3 separate regions of the Mus musculus genome follow, and regions 1 and 2 are each linked to region 3. Evidence: chromatin contacts called from public HiChIP or PLAC-seq data. All regions are on one chromosome and are shown on one strand. Each heading gives the region's core, a stretch centred on a gene start, on an enhancer-like site or on the middle of the called end of the contact. The rest is flanking DNA. Distances are from core to core; before and after follow the strand shown.

What was found. HiChIP or PLAC-seq counts read pairs in DNA pulled down with a chosen protein or histone mark.
Region 1: a contact with region 3 is called in a FOXA1 HiChIP or PLAC-seq map of pancreatic cancer cells. The contact joins two enhancer-like sites. A contact is called at or near these places in 3 of 115 datasets of contacts at active chromatin or transcription factors (embryonic stem cells, kidney and pancreatic cancer cells).
Region 2: a contact with region 3 is called in a FOXA1 HiChIP or PLAC-seq map of pancreatic cancer cells. The contact joins two enhancer-like sites. A contact is called at or near these places in 1 of 15 datasets of contacts at CTCF or cohesin (large pre-B cells), 3 of 484 Hi-C or Micro-C datasets (the N1E-115 cell line, embryonic stem cells and myocytes), 6 of 115 datasets of contacts at active chromatin or transcription factors (the NIH/3T3 cell line, astrocytes, embryonic stem cells and 2 more) and 1 of 9 other capture datasets (embryonic stem cells).

Annotation. Positions count from the first base shown.
Region 1 is chr7:112,489,742-112,493,700 of GRCm38.p6, forward strand. All of the region lies in intron 1 of Parva (parvin, alpha), which reads left to right. Among named protein-coding and RNA genes, the nearest start is that of Gm45998, 40 kb to the left of the region's middle. Within about 2 kb of position 2,155, at least 44 of the 459 cell types and tissues checked have an H3K27ac peak or open chromatin away from gene starts, as enhancers often do. A contact at or near this core is called in pancreatic cancer cells, where this site is marked.
Region 2 is chr7:112,451,174-112,455,403 of GRCm38.p6, forward strand. All of the region lies in intron 1 of Parva (parvin, alpha), which reads left to right. Gm45998 (a long non-coding RNA gene) reads left to right here and starts at 236. Exons shown (of 2, transcript XR_001778261.2): 1 at 236-4,230. Within about 2 kb of position 2,933, at least 116 of the 459 cell types and tissues checked have an H3K27ac peak or open chromatin away from gene starts, as enhancers often do. A contact at or near this core is called in the N1E-115 cell line, pancreatic cancer cells and trophoblast stem cells, where this site is marked.
Region 3 is chr7:113,252,073-113,256,071 of GRCm38.p6, forward strand. All of the region lies in intron 2 of Arntl (aryl hydrocarbon receptor nuclear translocator-like), which reads left to right. All of the region lies in intron 2 of Gm33721 (a long non-coding RNA gene), which reads right to left. Among named protein-coding and RNA genes, the nearest start is that of Gm33721, 7.7 kb to the right of the region's middle. Within about 2 kb of position 1,874, at least 22 of the 459 cell types and tissues checked have an H3K27ac peak or open chromatin away from gene starts, as enhancers often do. A contact at or near this core is called in the N1E-115 cell line, pancreatic cancer cells and trophoblast stem cells, where this site is marked.

The sequences.
Region 1 (3,959 bases), core at 905-3,404, 760 kb before region 3:
GGAATTCACGGTGCTTGTGACCTAGCACAAAGGCAGTCACCAGACACCAGCATCAGAACCCCAAAGAAAAATTTCTCTATAAAACAGCCAGTCTGTGGTGTTTTGTGATGCCAGTAGAAAATGGATCAAGGAACACATTAAGACTACTATTAAAGCTCATATTTAAATCTATAAACTTTTAAAATACTGAAGTGTTTTTGTTTTATTTAGTGTTGGGGGTTGTCTTAGTCAGAGTTTCAATTCCTGCACAAACATCATGACCAAGAAACAAGTTGGGGAGGAAAGGGTTTATTCGGCTTACACGTCCACACTGCTGTTCATCATCAAAGGAAGTCAGGACTGGAACTCAAGCAGGTCAGGAAGCAGGAGCTGATGCAGAGGCCATGGAGGGATGTTGCTTACTGGCTTGCTTCCCCTGGCTCAGCCTGCTCTGTTATAGAACCCAAGACTACCAGCCCAGGGATGGCACCACCCACAAGGGGCCCTTCCCCCTTGATCACCAACTGAGAAAAAACGACCCACAGCTGGATCTCATGGAGGCATTTCCCCAACTGAAGCTCCTTTTTCTGTGATAACTCCAGTCTGTGTCAAGTTGACACACAAAACCAGCCAGTATAGGGGTAGAGCATGTGGGAGCCAATGTCATATGTGCGGAGGTCAGAAGTCAAGAGTCTGTTCTCTCCTACCACCACATGAGTCCCAGCTATCAAACACAGGTCATCAGGTTTGTCATCAAGTGCTTTTAAGCCACTTCAAGCCATCTTGGCAGCCCACCTTTTCTAACTTTATAGAGGGAAATATCCTATCTTTTGATTTTAAAGAATTCTTATAAAGAATTAATGTTGGAAGTGATACATGTCTATAATCTCAACTACTAAAGAGACTGACTGGGCAGGAGGATTACAAGTTCAAGGTCAGCCTAGGTAATTTAGCAAGATCCTATTTAAAATTCAAATTTCTTTTTTAAAGGGGTTAAGACGGTAGCTTTGTGGTAGAATGCTTGCTTAGTGTGTGGAAGGCTGGAATTTAATCCCCAGGTTGAGGGAGGAAGGGAGGGGGAGGGAGGGAGGAAGGGAGGGAAGAAAAGGAAGAAGGAAGGAGGGAGGGGTAAGTTAGTTGAATGTTATTGATGGCTTCCTCCATATCTGCTAAAACATTCCTTAAAGATTTATTTTAATTTTATGTATATGAGTATTTGCCTGTATGTGTATATGTATAGTAAACATGGGTGCAGTGCCTATGGGGGCAGAAGAGAGGTCAGATCCCCCGGAACTGGTATTGCAGCTGTTTGTGAGCTGTCATGTGGGTGTTAGGAACCAACCCAGGTCCTCTGAAGAGCAGCCAGTGCCCTGAACTGCTGAGCCATGCCTCCAGCCGCTCAGAATAATCTTATATTTCAAAACATTTCATGTACAAGTTTTGAATTATTACCTCAGTGGTGCTAATTCTCTGTCCTCTGAGATTGCTTGTAACTGATTTTGAGACTTTTTCCTGTACTTTTGGGAGGATATTATTTATGATTTATTAAACTATTCAGATAATTTCCTCTCTCTCTCTCTCTCTCTCTCCCTCTCTCTCTCTCTCTCTCTCTCTCTCTCCGATGTATGTGTGTGTGTGTGTGTGTGTATACATGGATTGTCAGCAAGCACAGTTGAATATACACCACCTAGACTAGTTAGCACTAGGTTAAGTGCTACATGGTAGATATCCCATGATTCATCAAGAACAAACAAAAGCCCCTAAAAGCTATCACCTCCCCTCTTCCTGGAGTCTTAGGGGCTCCCCTGGGAGATTTTAGCATTTCCCCCACTGGACCCCCATTAGTCAGTCTAGGTCAGTGACACAACCCCACCAGGGAACCTGCTCGTGTGGCCTCTTCCCAACACTTTGCAGAAGGTGACTTCCTGCATACCTGTCCTGGTCCTGAGGACACGCTCCTCTAAGTACCCACAAGTGATATCTCCCTGCTTGTGTCCCAGTGTTTTCCTTAAGTGTGTCACTCACCATGGCAAATAATTATCCTAGCTGTATCCTATTATCTAATTGCCTCCTGTGTCATTATGTGTGTCCCCTGAGTCCAGCATCCCTGTAGGGACAGGGTGGAGGGAGGCTTCAGGTCTGTTTATTTATTTAACACAAGCTGCTCTGTGCTGCTAAGTATGTGGCAAACACTCAGAAACCCTCTCTGAGTAAGCAATTGGGTGACTCAGTAATTCTCACCTTACTCTCAGGCAAAACCCAGATTCTGGCCAGGGGCGGATTTGATCAGCTTTAGTGAGCTGGATTAGATTAGCTTTAGTGAACTCATTAGGAGAAAGAAACAAAAGGGTTTCCACAAGGGGCCATGCTTATCTTCCAGGCTGTCAAATTTGTCTATCCATCCTCTTCCATTCAAGGCATGGGTAACTGTTGAGTAGTTCCTGGGAGCTGAGAATGGAAGCTTCAGGGTTGGGGACACACACACACACACACACACACACACACACACACACACACACAGAGAGAGAGAGAGAGAGAGAGAGAGAGAGAGCCTTCCCTGGTTTCATGGTGTTCCCAGTCTAGTAGCAGAAGCTGGTTTTAAGCAAACCAACCAACCACTAGCTACACAGCTACAAATCGTGCTAAGTATCATAAAGGGGAGAGAATGGTGTGGATACCTGCAGTTGGTTTTCTCAATGAGCAGGGTTTTTCAGATGACAGGTTAAGCTGAGATATGCAAAGGTCCTGAGGTGTGGGTTGTATTGTTCCTTAGAGAGGCAACCAAAAGCTAGTATGTGACTGGAGCATGATGAGTCAGGGTGGAGTTCTATGGGGTGAGCCTGGATGGGGCCTGATGACGGGTAAGGTCCTGTGGTCCAGGCCTGGGCATTTGAGTTCTAATCAATTGATTATATGTTTTCCAAGATGCTGTATGCTAGCCACTTTTCTATTTTCTACATCACTATGATAAAAATGCCTAAGAAAAACAATAGAAGGAGAAAAGATTCAGGGCCATGGATTCATAAGCTTTCTTTCATGGTCAACTGGCTCCATTGACCTAGGCCTGGCGTGAGCCAAAACCCATGGTCGAGGACTCCCTCAGCAGTCAGGACAGACAGATGGACAAAAAAGGCCCTACCTGGGCTGGTGAGATGGCTCAGTGGGTAAGAGCACCTGACTGCTCTTCCAAAGGTCCAGAGTTCAAATCCCAGCAACCACATGGTGGCTCACAACCATCCATAACAAGATCTGACTCCCTCTTCTGGTGTGTCTGAAGACAGCTACAGTGTACTTACATAAAATAATAAACAAATCTTTAAAAAAAAAAAAAAGGCCCTACCTTTTTTGTAATAATGTCGTCAAATCGTGTGTACATCAATGGATTCACTCACTGCTTAGGATAGAATCCTCAGTTCAGTCCTGTATCCAAAGCCCTGCCTCTAAATACTACCCTCAGGACCGAGCCATCAACACGTTAGTTTGCAGGGAGATTTTAAAGCCTAGCCATGATAGCTTTTCTAAGCTAGCTTATGTGCTTAATAGTACCCCATCTAATAAATGTGTATTAGCTCATTTAATACTCTGACTTTACACACCTTAGGCGTTATTTATGTTTTTGAAAAACACAAACACAAAACAAAACACAAAACAAAACAAAAAAAAAACAGGGTCTCATGTAGTACAGACCTGAAGTCACTATGTACTAAATTTGGCCTTGAATTCTTGATCCTCCTTGCCTCCACATCCCAAGTGCTGATATTAAAGAATGTTCCACCACACCCAGCTATATAGCTATTATTAATATGCTCAACTTTCCAGTTGAGTAGCCAAGGCCCGGTGAAAATGGGCAATTACTCTGGTGTGACTAGAATGTTTATGGAGGGACTAGGAAACTCCCAGATCATCCTGAGCCTGCAGAGACTACACAGTGGCTCCCACTTGGCTATATAACTATATCTTTGGACCTTAAGTGGCTGGTC
Region 2 (4,230 bases), core at 1,683-4,182, 800 kb before region 3:
TTTCTGAATAGTGTGTGTTCATTCATCCATAATAATGAACAATGGCTTGTCAATGGTATGTATCCAGAGTGACCACCTAATAAATTACAGCTTCCCTAGTCTTTCAAGATGTTGGCACTTTTCTTTTTTTTTTTTCTTTTTTTTTTTCTTTCTTTTTTTTTTTTCCCGAGACAGGGTTTCTCTGTATAGCCCTGGCTGTCCTGGAACTCACTTTGTAGACCAGGTTGGCCTTGAACTCAGAAATCTGCCTGCCTCTGCCTCCCAAGTGCTGGGATTAGAGGCGTGCACCACCGCCGCCTGGCTTGGCACTTTTCTAGCTTGGCACTTTTCTAGTTAGTTAATTGTTCAACAAACTAGCACCGAGAGGCAAGCCTGCCCACGAGCCACCCCCCTGGGTCCTGCCACACGTTGGCTGTGCAACCCGAGACAAATGTCTCTGAGCTCTAGTGTTAATGTATACAGCTCATAGAATTGTTGAGAAAAGGTCCAATACTGGAAAGCATGGAAAACAATGTTGGGGCCTCTGGGCATTCCACTGATGTGTGCTGTCAGGCTCTAGGGTGTGGCTCTTGTTCACAGGATGTCAAGCCAGCTTTTAGTATTAATGATACTTGTATTAAACCAATTAAAATTTGTTTACAGTGAAACAAGTTTTAATTGGTCTAAGGTAGGTTTCAACTTTCCTTTTATTTATTTATTTTTTAAGGCAGGGTCTCACTATGTGGCTCTGGCTGTCCTGGAACTCATATGTAGACCAGGCTGGCCTTGAACTCACAGAGATCCACTTGTCTCTACCTCCTGAGCAGTGGGATCAAAGGTGTGCGGCACTCCGTTCCTCTAAAGCTTTTTCTTCCTTATGTATTTGTGTGTGGGTATGTGTACCTGAATGCAGATGTCCTTGGAAGCCAGAAGAGGTCATCAAACCCCCTGCAGCTGGATTTAGGGAGGGTTGTGGGCCTCCTGATTTGAGTTCTGGGAACTGAACTCAAGCCCTCTGCAAGAACAGAGCATGCTCTTGACCAGTGAGCTGTCTCTGCGGCTCCTGGGGTCAGGAGTATTGACTGGAAAGCTCGGGCCCGTCTTTATTCCTCACTGCAGGACTTAAAAGGCAGTGGTAGTGTACATGCGAACATAGCTGTGAGCCAGGCAAGGATGGAACTCCGGTGATCCCAGCTTGGGAGGTCCATCTGCGAGGATGGATGCAAGTCTCCGCCTGGGACACAGAGTAAGACCTTGTCTCAAAACACTAACAGCAAAGAATGACAGACGAACGGAAAATAGAAAAGAAAATCCTAGTGCTTCAATCATGTGTTAAAAGTGTTTAGCCAACTGGGAAGACGGTTGGGTGGGTAAAGAAGCTTCCTATGCAAGCCTGAAGACCTGAGTTTGACCCCACAACTCACACCGACAAGAATAATCAATACAGCGTTTAGATGGCTGGCTACTCTTTTCTGGTTGTTACTGGTCTTGGTGCCTTTCAGGTGTGGTCTCATTTTTCAGCAGCTTGGTGTACTGTATGACAGAGTCACACCCTGCTAGAAGGTATTCAAACCGTTTCCTATTGCCAGGCACTTAAGCTTTTTGTAACGATTTACTGCTCCAAACAATGGTGCATTAAGCCTGCTTGCAAACAAATAAAAGTATCCTATTTCAGTTTACCAGCCCCATGAATTCCTTCTTTATTATTTTTTTAGGTAGAATATAAAATAATGTATTTCATCATAGTGTATGTGTATATATATACATGTATATGTGTTATAAGACTAAACTTTGTTCATATTCCCTGTGGCTGTCTTCATCTGCCCACCTTCCTTCTGCTGGTCTCCGTTACCAACCATAAATTCTTAGAAGTAGAATTGCTGTCTCAAGTTTTTTGAGTTTGAATTTAGCTATATATGTCCAGCTTGGTATTCAGGAAGGAGATGCAGGTAGTGGGGTGGCTATAAGCAAATATCCCTATACTTTATATTTCAGGGCTAAAAACAATTGTTTTTTTTTCTTCCTATGAATTCAGTCCTGCCTTCTGCATTCAGAAGGCAAGGCAGAAAGCCTGGCATTTGCCGAAGACTCTGTATAGCAAGATTTTGTTGTTGGTTTGGAGAGAGAGAGAGAGAGAGAGAGAGAGAGAGAGAGAGAGAGAGAGAGAGAGAGAGAACGAGAATGAATCAGTATACAGTCCAGGCTAGTCATGAACTTGTCACCCTCCTGCCTCAGCCTCTGAAATTCTGTGATTATAAGCATGTGGCATCCATACCTGGTTTGATGCAGCGAAGTCTGAGGCTAGCCTAGACTACATAGTGAGATTCTGACTCAAAAAAATTAAAACTTAATACAGAATTATAACTTTTCTTGTGAAGAAGACCTGTCATTTGAGTCCCCCTGAGCTCTGGTTTTGTTGGGGATGTGCCCATACATTTCTAAGTGATGAATTCCTAAGATCCTGTCTCCAGCATTTAGTGTTCACAGACATTTCTGGAGTTCAAGGCAAAAGGCCTTTGTGTTTCTAGCATTCCCTCTTCTCCCAGGCCGACTGCCTCTGGTTTCCCAGCCTTTGCCGACTGGGCTCTCTCTTGACTTTTGGGATAAATATTTAGAGATTGTGTGTTCTTGTGGCATGCTTGCCTTTGATGCAGAGGGTCCAGGGTTCTGATTGGAGGAAGCCTCTAGCCCTATGGAGATCCAAAGCTGCCAGCCAGTCGGAGCCCCTCTGCCTCTCCAGTTCTTGCAGGCAGGCGCCCTGGAAGGTTTGCAGGGCTCTCCTGCCCTCCTGCAGTGCACTTGGCTAGAGATGAGACTTAAGACTGATTTCCTTTTAGGGATAATTGTGCAGCCAACCAGCAGCAGAAAACCCAGTGACAGGGATAATGACATCCAGGGCCTTGAGAAGGAGCAGAGAGAAGGGCAGAGTGACTCATGAGCCCCTGCATCCTCCCAGAACATTCCAAGAACTGCCTGCCTGCTGAGTTCACACCCGGAGACTATTATCCTACCAGGGGCAGCAAGGCCAACTGCTGAGTGTTAGCCCCAGGGAGGGGATTGCAGATGCCCTGGAAGGAACAGCCCTGGAGTTGAATTTCCATCTTGGGAAGGAGACACACCACACTTTCCTCTTCAGCCTAGCTTCTAGGGACTGGTCCTCTGGAGGGACACAGACCTCAGAGCTGCTTGGGCCTGGCCATATCATTTGTTTCTTTGAATGTCAGTTTTCCATCTTCTAAACAGGGATCAAAAGGCCTTGAAGCAATGTTGGGGAGCGACTGAAGAAGGGTATTGTTTGACATGAGCACAGCCTTGTCAAGAACCCCAGTGTCTCAGACCCATGGAAGTGGCAAAGCGTTCCCTGGGTGAGGCTCAGAGGATGGTAGAACCTTCCTCTTGTCCATGTGTGGATACTCACAGTCGCTCCAGAAAATGCCCACTGTAACTTTCTCCCTGCTCCGCGTGCTGATGTCCTGAAGACTGCTCCCCTACACAGGCTGCTTGTGTGGAGACTAGCTAAGCCTGCCTCCTTGTTTGCCTGTGTATAATAAACATGCTGATCGTCTCTGTCAGGCCTAATCCCAGCTTTTCTCTGTATGTGTGTATTATTTCTATACAAGGATGCAACAGAGCGGTCTCTAACACAGCTAGTAATGAGTTCATGTTGGGGTCTTGGCATGCCACACAAAAATGTGTGCTGTTACTGTGCTGGTGTTTCAACCTTCCCTTTGGCCTCACCCTCCCCTAAAGCTTGGAATATACTGTAAAGAGCTTGCAGAGGTCACAGTTATATGAAATGTATATTACACAGAAAGATAGATTCATTGGATCCCATTAAATGACTAGCTGTGAGGTAGGATTTTGCTATTTTAATTACACTTATTTACTGTATGCTGTACATGCATGAGGGGTCAGAGGACAGCTTACAGGAGTCAATTCTCTCCTTCTGCTAAGTAGATCCAGGGGACCAAACTCAGGTCATCAGCCTTGGTGGCAAGCTCCTTTACCAGCTGTGCCTCTTGGTGGCCTCAGGCTTTGCTTTTATCTCCTTCTGTGTACTGAGTTACAGAGCTGGAGTAATCAGCTCACTGTAAGTGGTGGGGCCAGCATAGCATTCAAAGCAAGGCTGTCAACTCTAGGACCTAATGTCCCCTAACCATTAGGTTATCCTGCCTCTCAGCGTATCTACGTTTCCATAGGAGAGTTTTCAAGTATGAGCCAGGAAAGGATGTTTTTCTTATTCTCTTAATT
Region 3 (3,999 bases), core at 624-3,123:
GATTAAAGTAAGTCACAGCAGAAGGGGTACTGGGGTGGGGGGAGCTCCAAGCTTCCTAAGCTCCCAACAGTGCCCTTTTGTGTGACAGACACTCAGGACCAATGACTAAACTGATTTGTGTTTTGCACCTCTGGGGGTGGAGTGGGGGTCACAATCCTAGAAGACAAAGACACTAAGGGAGTTGAATAGTTTTGATGGGTAGGAAGAATGAGTTACAATGGACACCATTAGTCATGTGCTAGGGATGACAAGAATGGGAATTCTGACAAAGGTGACTTCGGTTGATCCTTGACGTCCCCTCCCACAGAGAAGCTCTATGGTCGCTGTAACGTTTCCTCGTGGAAGCAGGTGCAGCACATGTGCTGTGCATGTAGAGGAGGCACGCATGGGGCAGACATCAGTGGGCACAGTGGGGGTGGACCCTGAGACTCTAGGGATGCCTGAGGGAATTGCATAGGGCTATAGACGAGAGCCAACAACTGGTGCATAGCCAGGACCAGGCACCCTGGGTCCCACAGAGTGCCTTTTTGTTAGACAGCTGGTGGGTAGCATGAGTCCTGCCAACCCCACCTCAGCAGAGGTTAATTCTTTCTGGTCACTAATGCCAGTGAACTGGACTTGGTGTGTGAAACCTGTGTCTCTTTCTTGCCCTGAGGCTGAGAGGGGCAGGGGCCCACCAGAGACCTTTCCGAAGGAGGTGACTATTAAGAGACTATTAGTGGACAATGCTGGAGGCCATTGTCTTAGAGGAAGGAGGCAGGCCAACCTGCCTCCTTAGACCTTAGAGGAAGAGGTAAAGGCCTAAGTGAAGCTGGTAGGAGAAGAACAATGAGGTGAGGAATGGTTCTTGGTGAATGGGGGAAGTTGTAACCAAAACTGTGGGATTTGGTTACAGTCGAATGAAGTAAAGGATAGAGGAATGGAGAGGCTTGAACTGCCCTGCCAGGGCTTGGGCAGATCCAGCTGTGGGCAGATCCAGCAGCCTAGCTTACTAAGTACAGTCTCACTTAGTGGAATTTTAGCCAGCCTAGCCAGAGATCCTCCTAATGTCACCAGATGTTGCTAGAGGCAAACGGAGTACCTGGGTGTCCCCAGAGTTGTTTCTGTGCCGTCTTTTTCTCTCTCCCTGTCTGACACCCACAGCCACTCTCAAGTGACTGAGCTGAGACTATGTGAATGACCAGAAACGAGTACAGGAAATACTTGGAAAATGGTCCACTAGCTATAGTTCAGGAAATATAATTTTTTTCTTGAATTGTTTTGTTTCAATACAAACAACATTTGTTGGCAAATAGTCCCTAGTTCTAAATTTATTTTTAGTTTTATGGTTTATAAAGGCAGCAGTGCTCCCTAGATACCCACTGTTGGAGTAGTACTCTCTTCTCCACCACCCTCCCCCTTGCTCCTGGTCTTTTCTCTGTCTCTGTCGTAGGAACTTGCTTTGTGCACGTGGGCCCAGAAGGTACCCACTGGTAAGACCTAGGGCATGTGTCTGTGGTTGTGTGGTGAAGCAGTGGGGAAAAGCAGAAGGTGAAGAACCCTGGATCCTTTGTAGAGAGGATGCTGTAAGTGAAGTCAGGGTCCTGGCTTCCAGGGCCCATCAGAGCATGTGAGATAGGCTGGCCCTCTGCTTTGTACTTGAGCCCCCTCCACCATCAGCCCAGTAAATGAAGCTGACTTGAAGTCCCCCAAGTAGAAAGTCAACAGGATGATGTCCTAGCCCAGGCCTCACTCTGATGCTACCCCAGCACCCCAGTGGTTATTTAGGAAATGTGTTTGGTTCTTTGAACCGTAGCTGGTCACTGGTGCTGTGACTGCAGAAAGTGAAAGCCCGAGGGAGGGCTGTGTGTGCCACTGCCAGTCCAAAGTCCACCCCGCTTTCCTTAGGCCTCCCAGCCACACCCTTGCCATCAGTACTTTCACAGTTTATTGAAGCAATAGGTGCTTCAGTGGAAGGGGCATCCGAGGTCACTTTCCCTGGCCTCGGACTGGTACAGGCAAGCCTGCCTATATGGCACATGATGGGCCATCTTATGGCCTCAGGCACCTAGCCACCAGACATCCATTCCCTCTTCCGGACACCGTTGGCATGTAGAAGTTTCTTCTTTCTTCTGACCTCCAGTCTGCTTGCCAGTGTTCCCTCCTTGACCTACTTTTGCCCCTTGTAGCCACACAGAACAAAGATCTGTAGGCCTGGCATGGCTCCACTTCACAAGCAGGAAAACACAGCTCCTAGTCTCTTCTTCTCTATTCTTATGTGTCTCTCCAACCATTCCTTTAGGAGTTATCTTATGTGCATATGTGTGTATCTCTGTGTGGTTATGAGCATGTGAGCACAGATGCCAGCAGCAGACAGAAGGTATTAGATCCTCAGGAGCTGGAGTTAGAGGTAACTGCAAGTCATCCAATGTGGGTACTGGGAACCAAACTTGGGTCCTTTGCAAAACAGCAGTTTGCACTTGCCTTAGTTAAGGTCTTACCTCTGTGTTGAAGAGACACCATGACCAAGGCAACTCTTCTAAGGACAGCATTTCATTGGGGCTGGCTTACAGATTCAGAGGTTGAGTCCATGATCATCATGGTGGGAGCATGGCAGCATCCAGGCAGGCCCGGTGCAGGAGGAGCTGAGAGTTCTACATCTTCATCTAAAGGCTGCTAGTAGAAGACTGACTTGAGGGGCTCAAAGCCCACTCCCATAGTGACACACCTACCCAACAAGGCTACATCTCCAAATAGTGCCACTCCCTGGGCCAAGCATATTCAAACCATGACAGCACTCTGAGCCATCTTTCTGATCCCTTTGGAGGGGAAAAAAAACAAAAACAAATACACACACACACACACACACACACACACATATATACATATTTCATATATGTGCCTGTATGTGGGTACAGACCTCTAGCCATTCTTCAGGTGACTTGCAGTCAGTCTGATAGTAACAAGGAGGTGGTAAGCAAGTGTGCACTTGCCTTGTGTGTTCAGTGTTCTAAGCATCTTCCTCAGGCTCTTGTACTTGAGTACACACTGCCAGGAGCCTCATTTCACTAGGGAGGAATGGAGGTGCACGGACGGGTTCAGAGTTGGAGTTGGGCCCCTGGCAGTGACTTCCGAGCCTATGCTATGAGCTCTGGTGCTCCAGTAACCTACAGTCTTCCGTCTATCATGCTAAAAATAAGTCCATAAGTAGCCTTGGGATAGCCTTGCTTGACTTCTTTTGCAAGAAGTCATTTGTCAGGAGCCAGAATTGAGCCCTTTTCCCTGAAACCTCTTCAGAGTTTGTTTTGATAGAAAGGCTGCAAGGACCGAGGCCTCTGCTGTCAGCAGCGGTGGGGTCATCCTGGCTCAGCCAGGTCTCACAAGACTCCTGAGGTGATGGGATTAGGTCAAGGTGACAGATATGGGTTGTGTGGGACAGACAGGGGGCCTCTTGTTAAAGTGGCTACTCACAGCCTTCGTGTCTAACGTTGGACAACAGAGAACAGTGTCTACAAACCTCTAACACAGTGTTCAGTCTTCTCAGAGCAACCTGGCTATGTCCAGGCAAGGGGATTCAATGGCCACCAATCCCGTAAGTTCCTTAATGTGGGAGGCAGGAGTTCAGTGTGCATTTCCTGCAGTGTCTCGTCTACTCAGGCCCTGCCCCAAGTGTAGGCAAAAGCTTCGAAGGGAGCTTGACAGGACAGGACCAGGCCATCTTTCTCTTGGTGAGCTGTTTTCCGTGTGTTCCAGTCAGGTTTATAGAGACATCAGCCTATGAGGGCCCTGAGATCTGCAGAGGAAACAGCTTGAAGCGGTGCCTAAGGGCTGGGTAAGATCTGCTTGACAGTCCCCACAGTGGATTCCAGGGGAGAGAGAGGAGTCACCTCCCTGAAATGCTGTGTCGTCACCTGAAAGGATGAGGTGGACAGGGCGCTCGCTACCTGCAGCAGAAAGCTGCGTACTATGGAAAATGCCTGCCACAGTGTCTGGTGCCTCTAGAGTAAATATTTGCTTGGT